Linked DNA regions of Mus musculus: regions 1, 2, 3, 4 and 5 are each linked to region 6. Evidence: chromatin contacts called from public promoter capture Hi-C data. All regions are on one chromosome and are shown on one strand. The core of a region is the stretch at or near the end of the contact, and the rest is flanking DNA. Distances in the headings are between cores, read along the strand shown.

Evidence for each region. Promoter capture Hi-C pulls out the DNA fragments that hold promoters and counts their contacts.
Region 1: a contact with region 6 is called in a promoter capture Hi-C map of embryonic stem cells, with 4 times the contacts expected there. A contact is called at or near these places in 21 of 39 promoter capture datasets (the 3T3-L1 cell line, 3T3-L1-derived adipocytes, the C10 cell line and 11 more), 3 of 484 Hi-C or Micro-C datasets (the G1E-ER4 cell line, embryonic stem cells and stem cell-derived cardiac mesoderm), 17 of 130 datasets of targeted methods (the 230-238 cell line, the NIH/3T3 cell line, astrocytes and 12 more) and 3 of 9 other capture datasets (adipose tissue, embryonic stem cells and macrophages).
Region 2: a promoter capture Hi-C map of pre-B cells shows a contact between it and region 6. A contact is called at or near these places in 18 of 39 promoter capture datasets (the 3T3-L1 cell line, 3T3-L1-derived adipocytes, the C10 cell line and 13 more), 5 of 130 datasets of targeted methods (bone marrow-derived macrophages, large pre-B cells, pancreatic cancer cells and 2 more) and 2 of 9 other capture datasets (adipose tissue and liver).
Region 3: a promoter capture Hi-C map of liver shows a contact between it and region 6, with 3 times the contacts expected there. A contact is called at or near these places in 5 of 39 promoter capture datasets (cranial neural crest, hippocampal neurons, liver and 1 more), 1 of 130 datasets of targeted methods (pancreatic cancer cells) and 1 of 9 other capture datasets (adipose tissue).
Region 4: a promoter capture Hi-C map of liver shows a contact between it and region 6, with 6 times the contacts expected there. A contact is called at or near these places in 5 of 39 promoter capture datasets (the 3T3-L1 cell line, hippocampal neurons, liver and 1 more) and 1 of 130 datasets of targeted methods (pancreatic cancer cells).
Region 5: a contact with region 6 is called in a promoter capture Hi-C map of pre-B cells, with 7 times the contacts expected there. A contact is called at or near these places in 17 of 39 promoter capture datasets (the 3T3-L1 cell line, the C10 cell line, the HPC-7 cell line and 9 more), 2 of 484 Hi-C or Micro-C datasets (B cells and bone marrow-derived macrophages), 12 of 130 datasets of targeted methods (the NIH/3T3 cell line, T-cell acute lymphoblastic leukemia, embryonic limb bud and 5 more) and 2 of 9 other capture datasets (embryonic stem cells and pancreatic islet).

Annotation. Positions count from the first base shown.
Region 1 is chr19:8,836,820-8,841,295 of GRCm38.p6, reverse strand. Gng3 (guanine nucleotide binding protein (G protein), gamma 3) reads left to right here and starts at 2,050. Exons shown (of 3, transcript NM_010316.3): 1 at 2,050-2,305; 2 at 2,643-2,742; 3 at 3,025-4,367. The coding sequence starts at 2,644. The coding sequence ends at 3,153. Bscl2 (Berardinelli-Seip congenital lipodystrophy 2 (seipin)) reads right to left here and starts at 3,829. Exons shown (of 12, transcript NM_001136064.3): 1 at 3,432-3,829; 2 at 1,512-1,720; 3 at 1-188. The coding sequence starts at 1,586.
Region 2 is chr19:8,768,269-8,772,399 of GRCm38.p6, reverse strand. It overlaps Tmem223 (transmembrane protein 223), which reads right to left and starts at 1,404. Exons shown (of 2, transcript NM_025791.1): 1 at 1,085-1,404; 2 at 1-352. The coding sequence starts at 1,391. The coding sequence ends at 60. Nxf1 (nuclear RNA export factor 1) reads right to left here. Exons shown (of 21, transcript NM_016813.2): 18 at 3,739-3,811; 19 at 3,217-3,399; 20 at 2,080-2,140; 21 at 1,490-1,826. The coding sequence ends at 1,788.
Region 3 is chr19:10,972,449-10,976,632 of GRCm38.p6, reverse strand. Ms4a10 (membrane-spanning 4-domains, subfamily A, member 10) reads left to right here and starts at 1,933. Exons shown (of 9, transcript NM_023529.3): 1 at 1,933-2,014.
Region 4 is chr19:10,946,876-10,950,886 of GRCm38.p6, reverse strand. It overlaps Ccdc86 (coiled-coil domain containing 86), which reads left to right and starts at 1,621. Exons shown (of 4, transcript NM_023731.3): 1 at 1,621-2,609. The coding sequence starts at 1,654.
Region 5 is chr19:8,887,621-8,891,466 of GRCm38.p6, reverse strand. It overlaps 1810009A15Rik (RIKEN cDNA 1810009A15 gene), which reads right to left and starts at 2,584. Exons shown (of 4, transcript NM_025463.3): 1 at 2,503-2,584; 2 at 2,219-2,343; 3 at 1,367-1,464; 4 at 708-1,056. The coding sequence starts at 2,541. The coding sequence ends at 947. Lbhd1 (LBH domain containing 1) reads right to left here. Exons shown (of 6, transcript NM_001286103.1): 4 at 2,219-2,343; 5 at 1,367-1,464; 6 at 708-1,056. The coding sequence ends at 1,026. It overlaps 5730408K05Rik (RIKEN cDNA 5730408K05 gene), which reads left to right and starts at 2,697. Exons shown (of 1, transcript NR_027866.1): 1 at 2,697-3,080. Snora57 (small nucleolar RNA, H/ACA box 57) reads left to right here and starts at 2,782; the gene lies at 2,782-2,931. It also overlaps Mir5136.
Region 6 is chr19:9,897,491-9,901,626 of GRCm38.p6, reverse strand. Incenp (inner centromere protein) reads left to right here and starts at 2,138. Exons shown (of 19, transcript NM_001369356.1): 1 at 2,138-2,288. It overlaps Gm50340 (predicted gene, 50340), which reads right to left and starts at 1,949. Exons shown (of 3, transcript NR_168101.1): 1 at 1,607-1,949; 2 at 550-759.

The DNA of each region.
Region 1 (4,476 bases), core at 801-3,300, 1.1 Mb after region 6:
ATCAGCCTGCGGGCACGGCCTGCCAAGACGTGGCCCACTTCCTGGGCCCACAGTAAGGCGGGGACTGGTGGGTCATTGACCATGATGGGGACAGCAGGGGGTCTGGCCCCAGCCTCAGGCTTTGAGTTCCTGGCTGGTCTTCCACAGGGACGATACCCTTGGCCATGGGATAGGGCAGCTGAAGGTTCCTGGAGAAAGAGAAGGGAAAAGACAGTTTCTTTTCCAGGGTAGCTGGAGACAAAAAAGCTTATTCAACTGGCTTTGAAAACTAGAGGTAGCAGGGCAAAGCAAAGTCATTGCTTCACATGCGCTTCTCTTCCAATTACTCCTTCACCTCCCTCCACTGAGTGTGCTTCCAGCCTCTTCCTCCAGTTTCGGGAGCCTGGGACAAACCTCCTTGATACATTCACAGAAGTATAACGTACAGAGAACGAGGCCTTTAAATCTCTCTCGAAACCCAGATGACATGGATCCAAAATGCCAGAGGTTTGCAAGGAGGTGAGTGACTTGCCTAAGGTTGCACAGCCGGCCAGTCTGGCTCAAAGCCAGCAGCCTTAGAGCAGTCAAAATTGCCTCCCAAGAGTTTCTTTCCTCTGCCTGGACCTGTGCTCGCTCACGGAGGAAGTGACCCCTACCCCCGCACAGCACCCTGTGGCCGACGCTGCGGCGCCCACCCCTGGGGTAATGCGGTGTACACCAGATCGCCACCGCGGCGAGGCAGACTCACCGGCCTCTCGCTGCCCAGGCAATATACAGAAGGCAGTTCCGGCTGCCGAGGAAGCCCCGCCCAACTGTCAATCGCCTACAGGGGCTGAGCCTTGCATAGAGGGCAGAGCCTGTAAAATGCTTTGCTCCCCAGTGTCTCTGCCCATTACACTTTAGTTAAGTGACCAAAGGACCCATTATAATCTCCAACGCAGTCTGGGACTCCTTGGTCCTCCTTTCCAGGCCTCAACCACAACCCTCTGCCCATACCTTTACCACCTGTCTTTTCAGTGTGATTGAATGGAGGTGTGAAATAAATGCTGATTTTGTTTTGTTTTGTTTTGTTTGTTTGTTTTTTGTAAATTCAGTAGAGTTCCTTGGGCCTGTAGGAGTCCAACTGGAGCTCAGAGAGCCTTGCACCCTGCCAGAATCTGAATCTTGTGTGTTGTGTGCGCAGATGGTGCCGTCCGCTAGTCAAGCGTGGCGGCATTTCAACCCCTTTCAGTCTCCAGTTTTTATGCTGCGTGATTGACCTTCTGTGACCCACGTGATGCAGCCAACCTCAAAATCCCTACAAAAAACCATGAGACTAGATTTCTGATGGTGGCATCGTCTGGATAACGTCCTCCAGGAGGCAAGGCCAATGCACATCTTTTTGAATAGTAGTAATCCACTCAAATTACATGAAAAATTTCCAATCGATTCCCTATTTCCCCAGTGCCAACTCTTGCCACCCTACTCCCCACTCCGAGAAGCCCACCTGTGTTCACAACATTCACACTAACTCTCGTGGCAAGGTGCCTTACCTCGTCTTTGTCTGATCCTTTGATCTGGTCTCTGCATGTCTCTCTTGCCCCAGCTTCTCTTCTTTGATGTATCATTTCTTTAGCTATCTTCCTGATGGGTTACCTCTGGGTCTCCCAGCTCGCGTCACTCACGTGGTAGAAAGTGGTGATCTAGAAGCTGATCACCTGTAGAGTGTTACATTTTCCTAGCTCTGAAGAACGGTGGGTCACTGAAAGAAACCAAGATTCAGGTGCTAAGTGCTGTGTCAGGGTGGGGGTGGGGGTGGGGGAGCAGCAGCCCAGCTGATGTCAGACTTTCAAATGAGCAGGGTCTTCCGCAGTGGGGACAGACTCTAATGCAGGGGCTGTCACAGGCCCAGACCACCCCATTTGAGAGGGGAGCCTGCTTCTGCCTCAGGCCCTTTGGGGAGCTATCTAGTTTAGACTAAGGACTTGTACAATGGCAGGGGCAGGTAGTGAGAGAGCAGCAGTGAGGGTGTGCACAGGGGATGCAAACAGCAGACTGACTCCCCCACTGTCCAGGCAGTTGGTATGCGCCAGAATCAGCAGCTCCTTCTAGCATCCTTCATCCTTCAGGTACCAGCCATCTGGGCAGAACTTAAGCTGTGGAGACTGAGACCACCCCTCCAAGGATCTCGTCTGAGCATCTCTAGTGACCTTCTCTGCATTAACTGTCAGTGCTACGGATATTTTTAGCTCCAAGTCCTGGCAGGGTGGGGCACCTATCTGAGGCAGGGTTTGGTGCCCCCTCCCCACTGACCCTACATCCCTGGCTGCCGCTGCTGTTACTTCAGGTGAGTAGAAAGCAGCTTTTTTTCTCTTCAGGGCTTGAGGGGGGACAGGTGGCTGATGTGATTTCATCAGGGTGGGGCTCTTTCTGACTGAGGCTTTCATTGCTGGTAACATATTTGGCTCAAAGACTTAAAATCCTTAAATCGTTTGTATAATTTGATGACCAGGACCCAGGGGTTAGGAGAATATTTCATTTTATCTTCTCCATTCTCCCTACTTAAAAAAAAAAAAAAAAAAGAAAGAAAAAAAAACCTGGGATGGCCACTGGAGAATGGGGGCACAATCCCAGGTGTGTGGTTGTGAAGAGCTGAGTGTTTCAGCTGACTGTCTTTACTCCAGGATGAAAGGGGAGACCCCCGTTAACAGCACTATGAGTATTGGTCAAGCACGCAAGATGGTGGAACAGCTTAAGATTGAGGCCAGCTTGTGCCGGATAAAGGTGGGTGCGACCCTGGCTCCCATCAGCCCTTCAGGGCTCAGCTGTGGGTTTGCAATACCCTCCCCTCCCCCCTCCCCCCAAGAAAAGATGCTTCTTTTCTTGACACCCTGAGGTCAGTGGCAGAAACTGGGCTTTGTCAGCAAAGTTGTTCCCGAGGACTGGCGTTGGGGGAGAGGGCTGTCTCAAAGGGCACTAGAAACAAAAAGATAGTCTATTGGAGAAGAGAACTGCAGTCCCTTTCAGGAATTCTGGTTAATGTATCCCTTCCTGGCTGGGTTCCAGGTGTCCAAGGCAGCAGCAGACCTGATGACATACTGTGATGCCCACGCTTGTGAGGACCCCCTCATCACTCCTGTGCCCACTTCCGAGAACCCCTTCCGGGAGAAGAAGTTCTTCTGTGCGCTCCTCTGAAGAGCGGTGGACCTCCTCTGAACTCATCGCCCCCTCCCAGACCCGCCCTTAGATTGGAAATTGTAGTAGATCACTTCTACCCGCATTTACCCGGAGATTATTTGAAGCACAAGGCCCTCCTTACCCATGTCTACCCCATCTCCTCACCCTTTCAGGCTAACTCCAAGCACCTTCTACTCTATCTATAAAGGGACCCCGCTAAACTGCCAAAATCCTGCCTGTTTCCCTCGGTGATCCATCCGTTCAGGCAATGGAGAGGGGGATGCCCGGGTGCTCACCTGGAGCTATGAAAGGTAAAGGCATTTGAAGAATAAAGTCATTCAGAGCCTCAGAGGACAACGTCTGTGTTAGCGTTCTTGGGAAAGAGGATCCTTAATCGATACACTTGCCATATCCAGGGAACAGGGCCAGTCGAGCCCGTTAGACATTGTAAGGATTGGAGATCGCAAAGTATAAGGTGCCCGAGCGCCCCCAGTGGGGGGTTGTTAAAACGAGCGCTCAGAAGCCGCGGAGCATTCACACGAGCGCGCAACGTAAGCGGCGAGAACCACACAAGGGCGAGCAGGGTGGGTTTCCGCAGGCCCAGGGACAGCAGCCCCGGGGGGAGGTGGCCCGAGAGGCCGTGGGGCGGGACAGGGCGACTCGGCGCGGCAGCCAATGCCCAAGATGGCGGCTGCCTGTTCGTACCCGCATGGAGGCACGCGCCGAGGGTGCTCTTAAAATGGCGGTCCCCAGCGTTCCCAATAGGGAACGATCCCTTATGCGATCCTCTGGTCTTAAAATGGCTGCCCCTGCCCTCTCAAAGTCAGAGTCAGGTTCTCTGTCCCATAGAATCTGGAACTAGACATGCTTTGGAGACCAATCACGGGGAGTGGGGATGGGGAGACACCTAAAGCAGTCATGGGTTCTTAAGTTCAGTGTGGTGACCAACACTCCGGAGGTGTTGGACACACACAGAGGCAGATGGATCTCTGAGTTCCAAGCCAGCCACGACGACACACAATACACAATGAAATCCTGACTTAAAACAACCAGTCACTAGGACTGGGACCCAAGAAGCCCAGAGTGAGTTTTGCATAAGAATCTCGCCTGAGTAGAGGTTCCCTTTGAGGTGTATGTAATAACACAAATGTGTTAAACAGGCCATCTTGGAGCACCCTGTTCCTTGGTCTCTGTGGGATCTAAATAAGTAATAAATTTGTTTTCTTGTTGAATTGGGGCTTTTTTATTTTCTCCTCAAGGTAACTGAAAACATCACAAGGGTTCAGAATGTCGTCTGACTGGAAACCATGTCTCAAGAATGCCTCCTAGAGTGAGATCCCG
Region 2 (4,131 bases), core at 155-2,654, 1.1 Mb after region 6:
TCCTGGTAGTCTCCTCATCCCTAAGGGTTTTGCATCGTCTGAGAAGGGTAAGCCATTTTTCACAGGCTCCGGTAGGCACCCACAGTGTTATCAAAGAGTTGAGTGTTGGGAAAGTGTCCAGCTTTGTCCAAAAGGAAGTAGAAGCGCCGGCCTTTGACTTTCAGAGGCAGCATAGCAGGAACTTCACCTCTGTGAGCCATGCAGGAAATCTGGTTCAAGGGAACTGTGAAACAGGTACCCAAGCCAAAGGGGGCATAGGTGGTCAATGTCACCTGCTGCCCTCCTGCAAGGAGCATGACAGACCGCACAGATCGGAGTGAGTAGAGGAGACCAGCACCAAGGACCAAGACTCCTGCAGGGAGGCAAAGTGGGGTAAAAGGTTATACAGACACCCCCACCCCCACCCCTTAGAGTCAAATTACTGTAATGGAAGTAACAGTTTTGAGCAATTACACTCTAAAACTCTAAAAGGTTCCTAAATCCTTTTTTTTTTTTTTTTTTTTAAGAAAGGTAGCTAGGCAGTGGTGGTGCACGCAATCACTAGGGAGGCAGAAACAGTTGAATCTCTGACCCAGCCTGGTCTACAGAGTGAGTTCCAGGGCAGCCAGAGCTGAGAAACCGTGTCTTGAAAAAACAGACAGGGTCTATTATTCCATGCTGGCTGCAAGCTTGCTATATGTTCAATAACTTTTAATTTGTGATCTTCTGTCCAAATCCAGATTACATCTGGATGCCATCATATATGTTAGGCAGTGTTGGGTTCTAAACCCTAGACCTCATGCATACTAGGCAAGCAGTCTTAGAAACCAAACTGAGCCACGTCCCCCACCCCATCGACATTTTTATAGATAGCCAGCTCTATTGTTAAACGGAGAAAATGCATTTGTGGCTTCAAAAACCTGCTCGTGGCTAGTATGAGGGGCAGATCTTGGCCTACTGTATGCAGGGTGAGGGTGCAAGGCATTCAGGGACTTTATTACACCGCACCCATATCGTGTGTCCCACTTACTTTTTTGGAAGCCCCTTTTTGCTAAGTGAGCGTTGTGCTCACAGCCCCACAGCAATCTGGAGCCCAAGCGCTTACCCATCGTGCCGCAACCAACAGCCAGCCCGTAGCGCCAGAGTGCGGAGCGCAGGTCCTGGTAGCTCCGGTTCGGAGCCTCCGCAGGTACTCGGCTCAGAGGTCTGGACAAGGCTGCAACAGCCAGGGAGGTCCAGAAGATGCCCTGACCCGCACAAAACAGTCCAAGGATGGCAAAGAAGCGGCCCCGCTCGTGCCGGAAGAGCAGCACATCCCGTGGGACGCCATTTTGCAAATACCGGGGCACATTTTGGGACCGCAGCACAGACAAAAGGTGGCTGACATTCCGCAGCGGCACAGACGCCACCATGGCGGCGCACTTCCGTCTCCGGGGCGGGACTTCCTATCACGGCGAACTTGCCCACCCCTCCTGCATTGAGGGAAACAAGCCAGTAATGGGACACAAACTACAATATCACTCTTTATCTTAAAAAGTAAAGGGAATCCTGGGGTTAAGTACACAGAGCACCTAAGTCCTTCGGGTAGTTTAGTGTCAGCTCTACAAAGTAAGCTTTGGCTTCCTGGCACCATGAGGCTCAATCTTCCGGAAGTCTTCTCTAAGTCTTCCAGAAGGTAGGTGAGGAGGATGAAGCAGCCCTTCCTCCTCAGTCACAGTTACAGGGTGGCCTCGGGCTGGACAGGAGACGGCAGATGACAGCCAGACAATATTATCCAGGGGCTATTTACAAGGGGACTTTTCTTGTGATCATTTCATAAACGCTACTTCTGGAATCTCTCCCTTGGCCTGCAGAAAGATAAAATGTAAGTAGAACCAGGCACCTCTCTCCCACCTTCCCTGCCCAGCTACTGTAGACTCCCTGGCTGTCCTGGCATTCTCTATGTAGACCAGGCTAGCCTCAAACTCAGAGATCTGGCTCCCTCCTTCCTCCCAAATGCTGGATTAAAAGGCAAGTATCACCACACCCAGCCTTCATCTGACCCTTGTTAAAGGCTCAAGAGATCCATTTTTAGCAATAAAAAAAATTCCCATACTTTACCTTGAGAAGAGTGAAGGCCTGAGCAGATCTGGTGTAGTCCCAGTTATTGTCTTGAAGGCACCTAGAGTATGATTAAAATAGGAAGCCACATAAGAACCAAAATGCAGTCAGTCACCAAAATCCAACCTATAGAAAAAGTCACCAATGTTTTTCATTAAGTTTACACAGGGTCACACCACTTGTACAAATGAAACATAAAATGTTTACCAAAAACAACCAACGTGTAGTTTTACACTGGTAGGGAAGGATTTACACGGTTTAAAAACTATGTTCCAGCTGGGCAAGGCTTTTAATCCTATCACTCTGGAGAAGCTGAAGCAGGGAGGTATCTGTTTGAGGTAAACCTGGACTACAAAGTGACTTCCAAGCAGCGAAGGCACAAGTGAGACCCTGACTCAAATATAGAACCATATATAAAAAGACTTTGGTACTAGGTATGCACCTATAGTTCTAGCTCCCTTGGAATGCTCAGGCTCACTGGAATCTAGGACTTGGTAAGGAGTTGAGCCGGGTGTGGTGGCACATGCCTTTAATCCCAGCACTCGGGAGGCAGAGGCAGGGGGATTTCTGAGTTCGAGGCCAGCCTGGTCTACAGAGTGAGTTCCAGGACAGCCAGAGCTATACAGAGAAACCCTGTCTCGAAAAAACAAAAAACAAAACAAACAAAAGCCAAAGATGGCGTGGTGGCACACACCTTTAATCCCGGCAGGCGGATCTCTGAGTTCGAGGCCAGCCTGGTTTACAAAGTGAGTTCCAGGACAGCCAGGGAAAACAGAGAAACTGTCTCAAAAAAAACCCAACCAACCAACAACAAAACTTGGCAGCCAGGTCTGCTGGCTCATGCCTTTAATGCCTTCAAGGCCAGACAAGAGTACATAGTAAGACCGTGTTTGAAAAGGGCTCAGTGGCAGCGACTGTGCAGCATATGTGAAGTCTAGGTCTAATCTGTAATTCCAATTGGGGAAGAGGGGAGCCACAGGTAGCTAGGAAGGGGACAGAAAACCAAATCTTCATTTGTGCTTTAAATATTTAAAAATAACCTATGCAGAATTCTTAGTAGGAATCTTTTTATCAAAGCACTATATAATTCACTGTCAGGCCATCCCCTTGTTCCTCCTATCTATGATCAGCACTCACTTCTGAGACCACTCAAGGTTCATGCCAGACTGGGTAGAAAATGCTTGCAACATTTCCTGCTGTTCTGGGGAAAGCGTGGGTACTGGACTGGAGGAAGGTGTGGGTGCAGACATGGCGAAGGCTCTTTGGATTTCTTCAGGGCTGGCATTCCGCACAAATAATTCATCATTTACAATACATAGCCTTGGAGACAAAAAAAAAAAAATCTTAAATAAATGGACAAATAACCTCACCTTTCTACACTGTCTCTGTTTGCAGATCTGTTTAATATCCACATGCCCCTCTCAAGTTACCTTTTCTCATTTATCCTTGACTATAGACGAGGCGTTTAGGATTATCTTACAAACACACTAGAATTATATACTCACTCTCTAACATACTGATAGTTGTTAGTTACTTAATACACTTCTATTGCTTTTCTGCAATTTCCAAAACTACCTGAGGAATATCTTTACCTTCCAACTATCATATTGCTTTCCTGGCACTGAAAATAGTACCCAAACTGATAAGTTGAGTACGTACCCTGAATTGCTGGCAGGAACAGCAATGAACGTTCTTGTGAAAGCACGTAAAGAATCTCGAGACTTCCCATCCACTGCAATGAGAATGAGCAATGGCTCCTTATAGTCACTCAAGCTCCATCTTCACAATCATCATTTACATCATGGTATTTGATACAAAGAACCCTAACTTGGCCAGTTGGTTACTTGGTCATAAGGGAACAGAGGTAGGAGAAAGGGACATATCAGGGCAGGGGGGATGGTAACAGAACTTGCTGTGTGCTCTAGGAAGTGAAACAACTTAGAAAGTGTTAGCCTATGGCCTGGCAAAGTGTCTCAAGTCATTTCACTACCTGAAGTATCACTGTGCAAGAGTATTATGAAATCATCTAACAAAACAGAAAAAAAAGAATGC
Region 3 (4,184 bases), core at 684-3,183, 1.1 Mb before region 6:
CCAAGGCTACCTACCCCTCAGTTTTCATCAGGTTGAGTTTCTGACTGATGACAAACAGGGTGGCACTTCAGTGCGAGAACTATAGGGGGCGCTCTCACTACTCCCAGGGGCTCTTACTTAGCTCCCTATTTGGTCATTCCACAGTTGTTGACTATACTTAATAATCAAAGGTGGGTGGGGCAAGGAAACAAATTCTTGGCCTTATTCCCACAATGAGTCAGTTCTGCTCAGAGCAGGTGGGAAGCTTTTTAAAAAGCTCGACTCTTATTTATTTCTTTAAACATCACTAGCTCTGCCTGCTTTTAATCATCACACAAATGAAATTATATAGTATGTGTGTATCTTTGTGTCTGACTCTTTTGACTGAATGAAATGTTAGAGATTTATCTGTAACATCTTATATTTTTATTTTATTATTTTCAATACTATAAACCTTTTGTTTTATTCTATCAGTTTAATTGATTTACCTGTTGATGGATAACCAGGTTAATTCCATTTTGGAGCATCGTCAATAACACTAACTTTAGTGTGTGCACGTGCCTCTGTGTGTGTGCACGTGCCTCTGTGTGTGTACACGTGGTCTCACACACACACACACACACACACACACACACACACACACACACACAGTAAGAAGACTGGAGAGACAGCTCAGCAGTAGTTAAGCGTACTGGCTGCTCTTCCAGAGGACCAAGGTTTGATTCCTCCCGAGCACCCACTTGCCACATGGCAGTTACAATTGTCAGTAGCTCTAGCTCAAAGGGATCTGACACCCTCTTCTGGCCTCTGAGAGTGCCAGGCACGCATGTGGTGCACAGACATGCATACAAACAAAAACAATTATACATATTAAATAATAAAATCGTTTTTTAAAAAAGAAAGAAAAGTAAGATAGAGAATAATACACACAAATAAACCAACATACACATATATACATACAAATTTACCTAACTGCATATGCTGCATACACTTTAATATGTATATTAAATATTAACAATTAAATGTGTATTCTCCGTCTTTAAAAACCAGAGGAAAAAGATAGAAAAAGCACAGTAGTTATCTAGTTCTGCATGAGACAGACTGGACAGCTTGAAGTTACACATTCTCATCTCACCATGTCCATGGTCAAGATCCAAACATGCCTTAGATATAAGTTCTCTGTAAGTCACATGCGCTGCAAGCTTGGTGGTGGCTGGACTTCACTCTCAATCAGGGCTTCCTGTTACTTGTGGTCACGTGACCATACCTTTTAAGACAAACACTACCATGCTTACACAGATGACAATACATCTGTCTGGCTTACCACCAGAGACCAAAGTCAAGCAAGAACTTAGGATGACCATGGCTGGTTTGAGGAGGGACACAAGGCCCAGGGCAGGGTCATTGTAACCACTATTGTGGATACTTTAACTTTCAAAAAATTAAAAGATTCTTTGAGGGGCCAGAAAGGTGTCTCAGAAGCTAAAGTTACTGCACAACCTGACAATATCCGTTCAGACCTCAGCACTGTGGAAAGGTGGAAAGAAGGAATCAATTTCACAAAGTCCTCTGACCTACACACACTCACACAGACACACAGACAGACACACAGACACACATCAATCACACACTCATATCAGCCACCCACATCAACACACACACACACAAATAAAAATTTGAGAATTTTAATAATCAACTCATTCAAATGCTGCCTTCACCAACTTGACAATGAACTGCTCCATGAACTGAAATGTCATCACTGCAACATTAACTGTCTCAGCTGTTAAAGGGAGACATAAGGAAGGAGACTCAGATCTTCACCTGCCCAGGTTTGGAAGCAGATGGTTTTGAAGGATCTAGTCCAGACATGCATCTCTGATTAGCTGGGAGTGTGAGCAAGGGGTGGGTCCCAGAAAGAAAAGAATCCAAAGTCTAAAGCCATAAAGATGTTCTGATTTCCACCTCTGGCTCTGTGCTGAGGCAGCTCTGGATGGTCAGGCACAGCTGAAGCCTACAACAGAGTTCCCGGGGCCAGGTGAGTACCCCCTCTCCACAGCAGAAACAAACAAGGGAGGGTCATCAGGGCCTCAAGTGGGGTTCAGTCTTAACACAAGAGATCAGCCTCTTGTGCTCGTCAGTCAGTAGCTGCAAGCTGGTGGTGAGTGGCTGAAACTTGACCCCCCCAGAAGTGAACAGGAACTGTTTATCAAGCAATGTCCACAACAGCTGGAGAACAAATGTTCCATGCTATGAAGTCCTGGGAAGTGGGGTTACTACGGGCCTCTCTCCAGGAAGGAGTCTGCTACCAGGAGCCCAGCCCACTACCCAGGATCAGTTGGTGATTCTGAGAGCTAAGAGGAATGACACCCCGTCCCTTCTAACCCTGGAACCTTGAGCACACAGAGAGACAGATTTGAAAAAGCAAAGCAAGGAAGACACTTGGGAAATTCCACCCTCTTTTTCCCATATCTTCCCTTTACACCAAGTGCCCAGCCCTGAGACCTCGAGAAAGTTTACTTTGCAAATGCCAGGGCCCCTTCTGACCTAACATAACTGAAAACCCAATCTTCTAAGGGTGGCTGCCAGCAGCCACTCTGTCACACTGACTCCATACCTCTCGGTACCTGCCTTTCTCTGCCTAACATGCCCATACATACATCTACATATATGTACATATATGTGCACATATTATATACACATACACACGTATGTGTAAACACACACTACACTACCCTCTCTGCTCTCTTGACTTCTTCTGCACTGTCTGCTTAGGGTCACATTCCCATCAAGATTTTCTCAACCTTCTAACCCAGACCTCCCATGGACAGATCTTATCCATTCTAGACATTCCCTGGCAACCAGCTCATTGCTCTGCAGACAAAATCCTGAAGGGCAGTCCTGTGTGCTCCCAGATAACTGTCTCCACACACTCTCCTCGACACAACCTTCCCAGCTATCAGGATCCCATAGCTGATTTCCTCCTTGCTCTGAGCAGGAGTCAGATAGAAGCAATGAACTCCCCATCCTGGAGATTAGAATGGGACCTCTCTTAACAGAAAACCAGACAGAGGTCAGGTGAGATTCAGGCTGTAGGGCAGGTATCATTGGCTTTTATTACTAAATTCTAACCTCTGGCCCTGGCCCAATTAATCTTTGCAGCCCACCCTCAGGCAAGCACTAGTGTTCCTGTGTATCCATAGAAACAGACTTAGACACTGAGATGCAGGAGCAGAGCCAGGGCTAGGCCTGGCCTGTCTGCTTGGAAGATTCATGTTCTGGCCCACTAAAAGGTTACAGAATCCTCCTAGCTCTGTCTCTGCCTCCCACAGGCTAAGGAAACGGGAGAGATTTGCAGAAAGTCTGAGGCTGAGTATAAATCACCAAGACCCTACGGTTCCTTAAGACACCAGACAGCTGGGTCTGTGGCTCCTCTAGCTGAGGAGCCTGGGAGAGAAGACCAAAAAATTCTCCCTCTGCCCCTCCCATCCTGCCAGTCTACCTTCACCCCAGGGCAGTCTGCCCAGTCCTGAAGATAAGGTGGGCAAGGTAACAGGGCACAAGCATTCTATGGGTTTATTACTAAAAGATGGACTCCAGGGAAAACCTAAGCCCAGGAGAGGAAGTTTGAGGAGGGAGAAAGACTGCACTATTGAGGAGGCTAGCCACCTGGTGTAGTGGTTTGAATAAGAATGGGCCTCGATAGCTTCATACATTTGAATGCTTAGTCACCAGAGAGTGACTAACAAAAGCCAATGATACTATTTGAAAGGATTAGAAGGATTAGGAGGTGTAGTTTTGTTGGAGGAAGAGTGTCCCTGGAGGTGGACTTTGAGGTTTCAAAAGCCCATTCCAGGTCTAGCCCCACCCCCACTCAGCCTCCGTAAAGCTCTCAGCTCTTTCACCAGAGTCACGCCAGCTGACATGCTCCCTGCTGTGATGATAATGAACTAAAACTCTGAAACTGTAAGCAAAAGCAAGCCCCCAATCAAATGCTTTTGTTTATAAGTTACCTTGGTCATGGTGCCTCTTCCCCTCTTCATGGTAATTAAGATAGAAGTTGGTACCAGGCCTAACCATGCTGTTTGCTGAAGAAATATGGAAGACTTGGAGACTTTAAATTCTTAAAATGTTTTGTTGAACACTTTAAGTGGGGTTTAATGGGAACTAACACACTTACTAACAGAAGCATGGAAGACAGAGGTACT
Region 4 (4,011 bases), core at 372-2,871, 1.0 Mb before region 6:
GCCTAACTACAACTCCTTAGCTCCCCTTAAATCAGGAACATGCGGGCTCTGAGCCCATACCGGGGAGATATACCATACCAGACATACCAGCCCATACCAGACATATAATTACAGCACACGAGTGCTACAGTTTCTAGTGACATGTAGAAGCTGTACTATTCCCTACCCCTAAGAATGGACTCAGGTTGACTCCATGTGTGGCAGTGCCTAGGGAGTGTGTCCAAGAATTGTGCTTTCTACCTTGCTCACAGGAACGTTTCTCTGGGTCTTCATCTTCCCTGCCTCCTCCTGGATCAGCAAGTAACCATCCCGGCAGAGATGAAGGTTTTAATTGTTTTGTTTTGTTTTGTTTTGTTTTGTTTTGTTTTGTTTTTCGAGACAGGGTTTCTCTGTGTAGCCCTGGCTGTCCTGGAACTCACTCTGTAGACCAGGCTGGCCTCGATCTCAGAAATCTGCCTGCCTCTGCCTCCCAAGTGCTGGGATTAAAGGCTTTCGACACTGCATCTCTTAGCCTATCAGCCAATCAATCAGACAGAGGACTCCAAAGAAATGAAAATTTCCCCAGAATTCTCATGCTGGGAGAAGAAAAAGGTACCAGCCAGAGGGGAAACTTGTCTCCTGGAAAAAGATTTCAGAGTTCTAAAAGCTTGTCAGACCACCTTACAGGATGAGACTAAAACCCAGATAATAATGGGCCAATGGTGGGCAGAGTCATACCTTGGTAAGGACTACTCAGATGTATTTATCCTTGGCCCTCTATCTAAATTTTTTATCTAAATTTAGAACCCTGAGGTCAAATTTGGGTGATTCACAGAATCTCTTTGCCCCTCTTTCTAGTATGACTACATTGAATAAATCTCCTTTTTCTAAAGATTTCCAGTTTTTAATGTGTCTCTTTCAATTGGCTTATTGAGGATAAGGTAGCTAGACCTGACTTCGGGCACAGGTTGTGAACCCCCAACATTGACAACAAGCAGTCAAGGTTTTCTGGGCCACAGACCTGACACTTTGCTGATTAACTGAAACTGTTCAAAGATGAGAACCACCTATTGCATACTTGGGCCCACTAGTAGAGAAGAGGAAGTGAAAAGAATGGGAACGTTTGAGACAACTCAAAAACTGAAGATTTCCCACTCAGGAAGACCACCAGGACCTTCCCCTTTGTTACACAGCGCAAAGCTACTGTGCTACAAAAGATAAAAGAAAAGGCGATGTTTGCGGGCCCAGCAGTTCCAGAACAAGTTAGCGCGCTGATTCGGCTCTGCCTACAAACTCCCTCCGCCTTTTTCCAACCTCTTCTCTCAAGAAAAAAAAAATTATTTTTATATGTGTGTGTGTGTGTGTGTGTGTGTGTGTGTGTGTGTGTGTGTGTGTGTATGTATAATATACCCCCACCCCATCCCCTTGCAAGAACTCGCAGTTTGCAAAAAACGCATCGCAGAAACCAAGCAACTAAACTCTGTAACTGAGCTCATGCACAACACGCATGCGTCTACTAAGCCCAGCCTCCCGGGACCGACTTCATCCCCGGCTCCGCCTACCCACGGGTCTCTCTACCGCAAGTGCGCTTCCTGCCCGGTACGGAAATGGACGAGTCTGACGTCATATGAAGGCGCCGACAGTTCCGAAGGCTACAGAGGCTACACGTGAGCCATGGATACGCCGCTGAGGCGCAGCCGGCGGCTGGAAGGCCTAAAACCTCTGTCTCCAGAAAACCTTCCTGTCCCCGAAGTCTCTCGGGCGAAACGGGCTCTTGTAGATTTCAAGTCGAACTCAGAAGAAACAGGAGAGCTCAAGTCTACGAGAGTTCCACCACTGAGCCTTCCGTCTCCCGGACCTCAGCCGGAGACGAGCCCCGGATCGCCCTGTCCACCACTGAGCCTTCCGTCTCCCGGACCTCAGCCGGAGACGAGCCCCGGATCGCCCTGTCCACCACTGAGCCTTCCGTCTCCCGGACCTCAGCCGGAGACGAGCCCCGGATCGCCCTGTCCACCACTGAGCCTTCCGTCTCCCGGACCTCAGCCAGAGACGAGCCCCGGATCGCCCTGTCCACCACTGAGCCTTCCGTCTCCCGGACCTCAGCCAGAGGCGAGCCCCGGATCACCCGGTCCTAGACAGGATGCAGACGATGGGTCCCCACAAAGGCAGCCAGAGCCTCACCCCGGGTCCCTTCAACCTCATCAAGATCTGGGCCTGGAGTCACCTGCAGGACAGACAGAGTCGAGCCCGGAATCCCCGCAACGAGAGCAGCCATCCAAATTACCTCCCCCACAGGGAGAACTGGACTCTGAGGCGGCCCACGCTAAAGAGGAGGTGATCCCAGGATCCCCCGAGCCTTGCCCGGGCCAGCAAGCACCGGGTCCCGAGCCCTCTCAGCCAGCACAGGAGCTGACGGTCCAGGCACCTAGCTCCCCAGAGCGCCAGTTGGAGCCAGGCAAGCTGCCTCCGGCGGGAGAGACAGTAACAGAAAGTCTCAACCTAAAGAAGCGAGTTATAGCCTCTCCCCAGGCCCCAGCGTCCAAGAAATTGAAAGAGAAGGAGGAGCTTCCTGTAATTCCGAAAGGGAAGCCCAAATCCGGGCGTGTGTGGAAAGACCGCTCCAAGAAGAGGTAAAGTGGGGGTAGCATGGGTGATGTGTTGGGTTCTTAGTACATTTGGACCTTGCCTTCGCCTGAATGCAATCCAAGGGTTGTAAAGAGTTCACCCGAATGAAATTAACAAACACGATCATAATGTCAAAATGCCCTAAGGTCGGGGAGGGAGATAGATCCTCAAAGATCATTTCTTTAATGTCTGCCCTAGACGGTGTTCTTTTGAGCTTTCTTCCCATCCTTTTTTTATTATGAGGCAGGGTCTCACTGTATAGCACTGGCTGTCCTGAAATTCAGAGATACACCTGCTTCTGCTTCCCTAGTGCTGGGTTTATAGACGTGCCACCTTTACCTTGTCCGCCACATCTCGTGTGGCAGGCAGAGCAAGAAAGGCGGCCATTATATGAACATAGTGAGGTCCTTTCCACTGTTGTCTGCTAGCTGTTGTCTTTGATAAAAAATGTATCATGGGACACTGGTTATGTATCACGGTAAGGATGGCCAAAGAGAGAGGCTTTCATAGCCAGCAGCACATGTAATCATCTACCCTTTGGAGCAGGTGTTACTAGGATTGGTGTTGTACATCTGAGGAAGCCAAGGCTCAAGGAGGCTAACTGAGACACGGGATGGGAGCATAGGTTTGATTGCAAAGCGTGTGAGTGAACCCGTTAACCTGCTTCTGGTGGCCAGCTTCCCTTGGGTTCCAGCCTTCTTAAGACATGAGGTCTTCCCTGTCCCTTCAGTGCTGGGGCATGGGAGTGCTCAGTTTAGATTTCTCAGTAAAGGAATGAGGAAGGAGGCTCATGTGGAAAGGACATTGTTTAGGCAGCAGGGGAAGAGAAGTGGCATTCAGTTGAAATGTCCACTGTTGTGACATGGATGGAGACAGTGTCTGTGACAATGTCTGGAGACATTGTGACAGTGTCTGGAGAAGGAGAAGTAGGGTTCAGTTGAAGTGTCAGCTACTGGCCAGAGACAAGAACTCGTAAGAGTAAGGGAGCAGGGCATCAGAGATTTTAAGAAAATGACGTTGAATAAGGGTGGACCGTGCGAGGCTCCGTGCAGGCTCTTTACAGAAGTCATTTTGTTATACTCTTAAATCCTAAGCGCAGGGGATAACCCCTCCCGCAAGCACACCCCATTAAACAGAGGAAAGTGAGGCTTAAAGAGAAAGGCACCAAGCGGAGAAACTTTGAAGCTGTTCCTTTTCCCTGTCCGAGCAAACCACAATACAGGCCACTGATGGCCACGGGTGACCAGCCAGACGGGCTCGCACACAGAAGGGCGCGGTGGCTGAGAGGCTTCCTTGCACAGGCTCGCATAGGCAGTGAGTAATGGGCTCGGAGCCTGTCTTCCATCTCCAGTAACTAGTGCTGAACATCAACTCTGCCTCAGTACTGCAGTCACGAGCCACATTTTT
Region 5 (3,846 bases), core at 1,335-3,834, 1.0 Mb after region 6:
CGAAAACAAAACAAAGTCCTCAGATCTGGCATCTCACTGAGTGCTGACTGGGAAATACAGGCCCTCAAGATGTAGATGGCACAGGGGTTGCCTCGAATGCAGGTACCCTGGGTTTGAATCCCTAAACACAACCAAAAAGAAATGTTCCTTACTTAACTCTAATGCTAAACATAGTGTGGACTATGATCAGACCCTCTCCTCCCTATCTACCACCCTTAATCGTCTGTATGTTCCAGAAATGCAGAATTGGAAGTGTTTAGAAAGATGGGGGGGAGGGCACTGAAGAAGCTAACCAGTTTCATTTTGAGATAGGGTCTTACAGCTGGGCAGTGGTGGCGCACACCTTTAATCCCAGCACTCGGGAGGAAGAGGCAGGCAGATTTCTGAAGTTCGAGGCCAGCCTGGTCTACAGAGAGTTCCAGGACAGCCAGGGCTACACAGAGAAACCCTGTCTCGAAAAACCAAAAACTAAAAAAAAAGAAAAAAAAAAGAAAAAAAAAGATAGGGTCTTATAAAGCCCTGGAACTCAATGTGAGGCCTTGAACAGAGATCTGCCTGCCTCTCTGCCTGGCAAATGTTGGGATTAAAGGCATGCGCCACCATGCCTTCACTTTGTAGCTTCTTGTCGCCTTTGTTGCACAATGTGTCCTTCTTCTGAAGTGTCTCCACCCACACGCAAAGGCCTTTCTACATGGCTCATCCCTGCTGCACTTCATCCCACACGGTGAACGCACTAAAGCTTTATTACAAAAGGAGTTGACTGCTAGAGGTGGCCCTCCAGTCTTTCTCTGTGTCCTCTTCGGTCCCAATATACACCTCCAGGGGAGGTCAGGGTCCGCTGTAGAAGAGGTGTCTAGGAAAGTGAAATATGCTAATATTTTTTCCAAAGTTCCTCCAAATCTTTCTCAGTGCTGTTGACCATCTTCTGGTAGAAGAGGCAGGGATTTTAGCTCTTATCTTCAAGATCCTCCATAGCTACGTCCTGGGGAGCTTTTATCTTCTTTTGTTGCTTGGGCTGTGGCTGACTAGTCCTGGTTGACTTGGAGGGGGCTTCCACTGAACAAAAGGAAAGGAAAAAGAAAGCATTAAAGATAAAACCCAGGGGCTGGTGAGATGGCTCAGTGGTTAAGAGCGCCGACTGCTCTTCCAAAGGTCCTGAGTTCAAATCCCAACAACCATATGCTGGCTCACAACCATCCATAACAAAAATCTGATGCCCTCTTCTGGAGTGTCTGAAGACAGCTACAGTGCACACACTGTAAATAAATAAATAAATAAATAAATCCTAAAAAAAAAAAAAAAAAAAAGATAAAACCCAGGTAAAATCCAGACTTCTTGTTGTGTAGCCTCTGTGCCCAAGACTTACCTTCCATGGCTGCTTTTTCTTTCTGGGCAAGTCGGATCTGCTGCAAGAGTTTCCTGCGCTTCTTCCCAGACAGCGTGATGTTGGCACGAGCACTGGACCTGAGTGACAGGAAACAAAAAATATCCAGGTTCATTTGTACCAAACTGAGCCTCAAAAATGACCCCAGCTAAGAAAAGGTCTCACTCTGTAGACCAGGCTAGCCAACAGGCAACCTTTCTGTCTTAGTCTCCTGGCACTGGAATTTAAATGGGAGCATCATTGCCCAGTTTTTGTTTTATAAGGTCTCTGCATTCAAATTACTGAATGGGCTCTGGTGTCCTCAGGGAACTCTTTAACACTTAAGACTTTTTAACAATTTGACTTCAATATGTACCTCAATAGTATTAAGTCAGTAAGTTCTGAGTTCGAGGCCAGCCTGGTCTACAGGGTGAGTTCCAGGACAGCCAGGGCGACACAAAGAAACCCTGTCTTGAAAAAAAAAAAAAAAAAAAAATCCAGTGAGCAGCTGGGGGGTGGTGGGGGTGGTGAAGGACTTTAATCCCAGAACTTGGGAGGCAGAGGTAAGTGGATCTCTTAGTTAGAGGCCAGCCTGGTCAACACAGAAAGTTCCAGAACAGCCAGAGCTACAGAGAAACCCTGCTTGAAAACCCGAGACAAAACAATCAACAACAGCATCAGAATCCTGTGAGCAATGATACCATAAGAGGCTAGTAGTTTGGAAACTAACATAACTCTCAACTAGTTGCTGCATAAACGTGAAAGAGAACAAGAAATTTGGAGACCTCTGGGATGCTCTGAAACCTGGTAGGAAGTGGGTAGGAATGTCCAACCGGAGGATAATACTGTACGTACGCCCGCTTCTTGAGGTGGTGCTTCGTAGTCAGCCCTTCGTCTATCACAGCCCCGACCACCTGGCGTTTCCGTCGCCGATCCCTGCTTAATACCCTGCGGCGCTTGAACAACTTCTTCTTCAGCTCCTGCGGAAGAAAAAGATGCGCATGTAAGGTTCTGCACACCCACCCGGGATCCTCCGCACCTAACAACCCCAGCCCCTAACTAATCCTGTTTCCAAAGAGGAAAATGCCGGGAAGCAAAGGGAAACAAAGACGCAGTTCCCACTCCCACAGTTCAGTCACCGTCCGGGGACGATTGATCTTTCCTCCCGGAGGTGCCATGGCTACACTCCGCGGCTCATTCCAAAAGCCGCACTTCCGCTCCGCTCACAGGTTCCGCCACACGCAAAAGACCCCGCCCTCTGATGCCTCCGAACCAATCGCAGCTTGGAGGCGGGCACCAGGGGTATATAAGGTTGTTCCGCGCGTTGCGGGGCCTTTCCAAGGGTGGTTTTCACGTGAGTCTTGATTTTGTCTTTATATGCGAGGGAACTACTGGGAACTGGGCCTGACTTTGTAGATCCTCCTTTTCTTGGCGGGGACCGGGCGTGCGGTCCCGCTCCCCGTAATGTACGGAGGTAGAAGAAAGGGCTCTGGCCCTCTCGGCGTTATGTCTTCGGTGCTTGCGGCTTCCCGTTCGCGGGTTCTATCCTCAGACGCCGGAACACTTAACCGTGCAGAAATGTAGCTAGGTCCCGCAGTCCCCTCTGGGTTACTCAACGCTTTTTATTTTATTTTAGGTCGACATTGACGCTCCCGGAGTGATGGTTAACATTTTCTTTGCTGTTTATTATTGAATCAATAAAGTCTGTGAACCCTAAGGACCCTGTGTTCGCTACCTTTTTTTTCTGCGACTCGTAATTTGCAAATCTTTAGGACCGAAAGCACATGTTGGGAGTGATAGTGACTATTCACTAAAGATCTCTGGTCGATCTTGTGGGGGGACTTAATAAGCTAAATCTCAACCAGGATGTAAATCTTTATGAGTATAGAAAGTGCGCTCCTAAAGGCATGGGAATCAAACCTGTAGTTATGGTAAAAAGCCTAGCGTAATGGTGCGCACGTGTAATCAGCAGAACTAACCTGGGGTAGCATGCACCCTTATCTTCAAGCTTCCTGGCATTTAAACTGGCGGTAGGCACAGCTTTCTCACTAAGATATTGGAAGTAAAACTAGGATCTCAATCCTCCACAGGCATGCCCTGTGGATGTTCTCGGGGTGGACTTGTCTCCGTGCTGGGACCTACATAAACAGCCTTATACAAGGAGGCCATTGCCATTCCCAGTGCAGAATCTGGGAGCCCTAGCATCCTTAGGTTCCTCACAGCTCTCCAGGGATAATTGTTGCTAAGCGAGATTTGCCTGAGGATTCAAGGACCCTCCTTTTCAGCTGCCCTACTAGAAGTAAGAAAAAAAAAATCCAATGGCTGGACTGGGTATAAAAATTAAGCCCTAAACCGGGCAATGGTGGCCCACACATTTAATCCCAGCACTTGGCAGGCAGTGACAGGCAGATTTCTGAGTTCAAGGCCGGCCTGGTCTACAGCGTGAGTTCCAGGACAGCCAGGGTGATACAGAGAAACCTTGT
Region 6 (4,136 bases), core at 889-3,388:
AAGCCACTTAACTGGTGTTGAATGCCTTTAATCCCAGCACTTGGGAGGCAAAGGCAGGTAGATCTCTGAGTTCAAGGCCAGCCTGGTCTACAGAGTAACTTCTAGGACAGCCAAGGATTCACAGAGAAACTGTGTCAGAGACTGCCCTCTCCTGCCCCCAAACTAAGTTCATTCCTGATTTCTGTAAAAATTGGGCTTGACTATGTCTTGACCCATTTTTTGGAATTTGACATATTCCACACCCTATATACCCTGACCTCCACTCCATGATAAGATCCTCTGAAAATCCCCCAACCCTTGAAACCTTCCTAGTCTTGCAGCTATATAAATCCCACCTTCTCTTGTATTTGATGCTGTTCTTTCAAACCCTACTTTAGGGAGACAGTCCTGTATGATAGAAAATAAAGCTTGCTTAATTCAATTACAGAATTTGGGTAATGGTCTTTACTCTCTTTTGGTGGTGTCTTAGTTAGGGTTTTATTGCTGTGAACAGACACCATGAGCAAGGCAAGTCTTATAAAAAGCAACATTTAATTGGGGCTGGCTTACAGGTTCAGTGGTTCAGTCCATTATCATCAAGGTGAGAGCACAGCAGCATCCAGGCAGGCATGGCACAGGCAGAGCTGAGCCTTCTATGTCTTCATCCAAAGGCTGCTAGTGGAAGATTGACTTCCAGGCACCAAGGGTGAGAGTGTTAAGTCCACACCCACAGTGACACACCTACTCCAACTAGGTCACACCTCCAAATGGCGCCACTCCCTAGACCAAGAATATACAAACCATTACAGGTGGGATCAACAAAACCCTACAATGGTGTCTGCCTGCAAGGTATGTTGGGGCAATAGTGGCACAAACCTGTGGCAGTAACCAACCAATATCTGATTTGACCTAAGGCCCACTCCACAAGATCGAATCCTGCTTGGGTGAACAACAATCTGAGACAAGATAGCTCAGGGACCTAGGGTTAAACTAAATACTACTGTTCTACTAAAGGAACATAGCAATAAAATGACTCCTAGTGATTGACATTCTGCTACACTCAGATCATTGCCTTGCTCAGCCATCATCAGAGAAGCTTCCTCCTGAAGCAGATAGGAACAAATACAGAGACTCACAGCCAGACAGAGTTTGCACAGCTCTGCATCAGGTTCTTGCATATATGTTATGGCTTCCAGTGCTTTTATGGAATTCCCGAGTGTTCGAACAAGTGGGTCTCTGGTCTTTGTGCCTTCTCTTGGGGCTTTTTTTCTTTGTTTCATCCAATTCAGATATGATAGGTTTTGTATTATCTTATGTTTTACATCTTAGTTTATTATTATCCCTTAGAAGTCTGTTTTGAAAGGGAGTGGATACAGATGGAAGGGGAGGTTAGAACTGGGAGGAGCAGAGGGAGGGGAACTGTATCAGGATATAGTATGTGAGTAAAGAAATCTATTTTCAATAAAAGGAAAAACAATTTAAAAATAAATAAAACCCCTCTGTTTAATCTGTCCAGGGACATTTGTAGTTTCGCCCACCTCTTGGCTACTGAGAATGATTCTATAAAGAAGGTGGAGGTGTTTTATTTTACAGGTGGTGGTGACACACCTTCAACTCAAGACTTTACCTTTATATGTGGCCAGAAAAATTCTCCGTTGTATGTGGCGTCCAATCTGGAGGGTACTTAGCAAACACTTCCGGGTGACAATCGGAGGTCTAAGGAAACATTCTGTAACTATATGCCTGACTGCTCTTGGAGGGAAGGCTCTGTGAGATTTGCAATGTGTTTCTTTTTACTACTGCAAAGTAGCAGAGCTGTCATTCCGAACGCAGAAGCATTCCGGACTTGAAACGAACCAAGCGGCTGGCTCGAAGATAAATAGGCATCCTCCCCAACCAAGCCTGCCTTCGCAGTGCACGCAGGGACTTGTAATTCGTCGCAACCACTTCCTCGCCGGGTAGATTGCCGCAGCTTCCGGAAGTTGGGGCGTGTTAAAAGCGTCAACGTTCTTCTCCCCGCCTCCTAGTCCCACAGATTGACAGCACTAACAGCCAGCAGATAAGCGGACTCGTGCGTCCTGTTACGTGATTGGTTTGGAGTTTTGTAACCGCCCAGACAAACTTAAGGGGAATTGGTTGAGCCACAATTTTGAAAATCGTAGATTCGCCCGCGCTCTTCGCCCGGTAGGTCCTCGCCTGCGGCGAGCTCGCGGTACTGGGAGTCCAGCCGGTCCGGCGTGGCGGGAAGCTTAATCTGCGGAAGCCGCGGACTGGAAAAGGAGTGGTCCGGGAAGACGCGGCGCCGCCGGGTGAGTGAGAACGGGCGTCGGGAGTCGCAGGGTCGCGGTGTTCGGCCACTGGTCCCGGCCTCTTCGCTTCCCAGGATGGGCCAGGGGAGTCACTTTCGCCTATGGGTTGCTTATGGGTGTGGGGATCACTTCCAATGGTTCTAGGCTTGGAGATGAACTTCGAGGCCCTGCACTTGAGTCCTGGGATCCGAGAATGGTCAGTCCTCTTCCCCGCACGCCGGGCCTAACACCTGTGCAGAGCCTGGGCTGCTCTGTAAACCCGGACTTGAGTCTTTTTATGGCAACGGCTGCTCAGCTTCGTCCCAGCTGAGCAGCATTTAAAAACTGACCCAGCTCCGGAGACCGCCCTGCTACTTATTTTGTCATCCCCGCAAGCGTAGGCTCTTGTCAGCGGCGCAGTTCCCTCCAGCTTCCTGCTGCCAAGCGTTGGGATTGTGTCATTCTGAGCTTGAAACTATTGTCCTGGAGGCCTGTGGCTAGTGGTTAAAAAACATTTTAAATCCAGGCTCCGCCCTCCGATTTTCTTGGTGACTTTGACCTAGATTTGTATGTGCATGGGTATCTTGGAGTATGTGGCAAAAAGGAATTGAGAGGTTTCTTGGCATGGAGTAGGACTCTTGAGTGGAAGAGCAGTTTTAGCGATCGATCTTCCTGCTTGGAGGGGTGTGTGTGGGGAGAAATGCTTAGTTCATTTCCTGCACCCCCAGAGGAGATGGCAATTGCTAATCTGCTGAATGGCACAGAAATAGTATTTGTGGAGAGGAAGTGACCTTCCTTCTCCCATGGTAGGGTTTGTTTATTTCGTGGACTGAAGGTGAAGTTACCCAGGAGTCTGATTCTTGTTACACCTCCTCCTTTCCTCAGAGTCACCTTTTCTAACTTTTCAGCGAGGGCTTGCTAGAAAGCACATTTCCCCATGGAAGAAGAAGTGTGGTATTGGACTTGGTGAAAGAAGCGCTCACTCCGATTGTAGCATGAGCAGACATTTTGTAAAATTTCCCATTTGTTACTTTCTTATAGCTCCTCTGCAAGTCTTTGGAGTCCTTGTGCAGTTTTCTCTTCTCTTTGCTGGCCTTGAACTGATGAGGCCTTGGACTTGGCTAGGGCTGTTTTCTGGTGCAGGGGGATAGGGAGACTCAGTGGAGAGGCCATGCTGATGAGTAGCTGGCTGCACAGTTAATGCTTTTTCCTAAAGGCTCAGTGCCCCTATCCATTCGGTTTTGCCCCAGTTAGTGCTGCCTTTGGCCGTTAGGTCAGGGTGTGTTTTGGCCTGTTCTAACATGTGCCTACTGAGTTGCTCACTGAGTGTCCCAGTGTGTGATGGTGAGACAACCTTTAGGATTAGTTGATGGATGAATGAATTCATTCCACAAGTGCCAGACTCTTTTGTTGCTGAGGAAGGCACAAGGCTTACCCTCAGAGAGCAGGTTAGTGGGTAGAGGCCAGCAGTAGGCAAACATAAACAATCACTCATTTGCTGTGCACATAGCTGGAATCTGTGTGTGAGATCTTGGCTTGGATTGGAGGTCTGATCCTCCTTAAGGAGCTGAAAGCTAAGTGAAGAAGCTGTACAAAACAGGAGACAGAGTTCCTAGAGGCCAGAACTTGTTTGAAGGGCAAAAGGGTAGTGTGCCTCATACATCAGGCTGAAGAACTTCAAGGAAGAACCTAGAGGCCACAGTATATGATGGCATTATGTTCCAAGAGGATCAGTAATATAGCCCTTTCTTCCCTGACCTTTTTCTGTAGCTGAGAGGCTGAAGTGTGTATGCATGCTTCTTGCTTTTGAAAGTGTAAGTCATGGTGGGAACTTCCTGTCCTTATATAAGGTGGGATCCGATATATTAG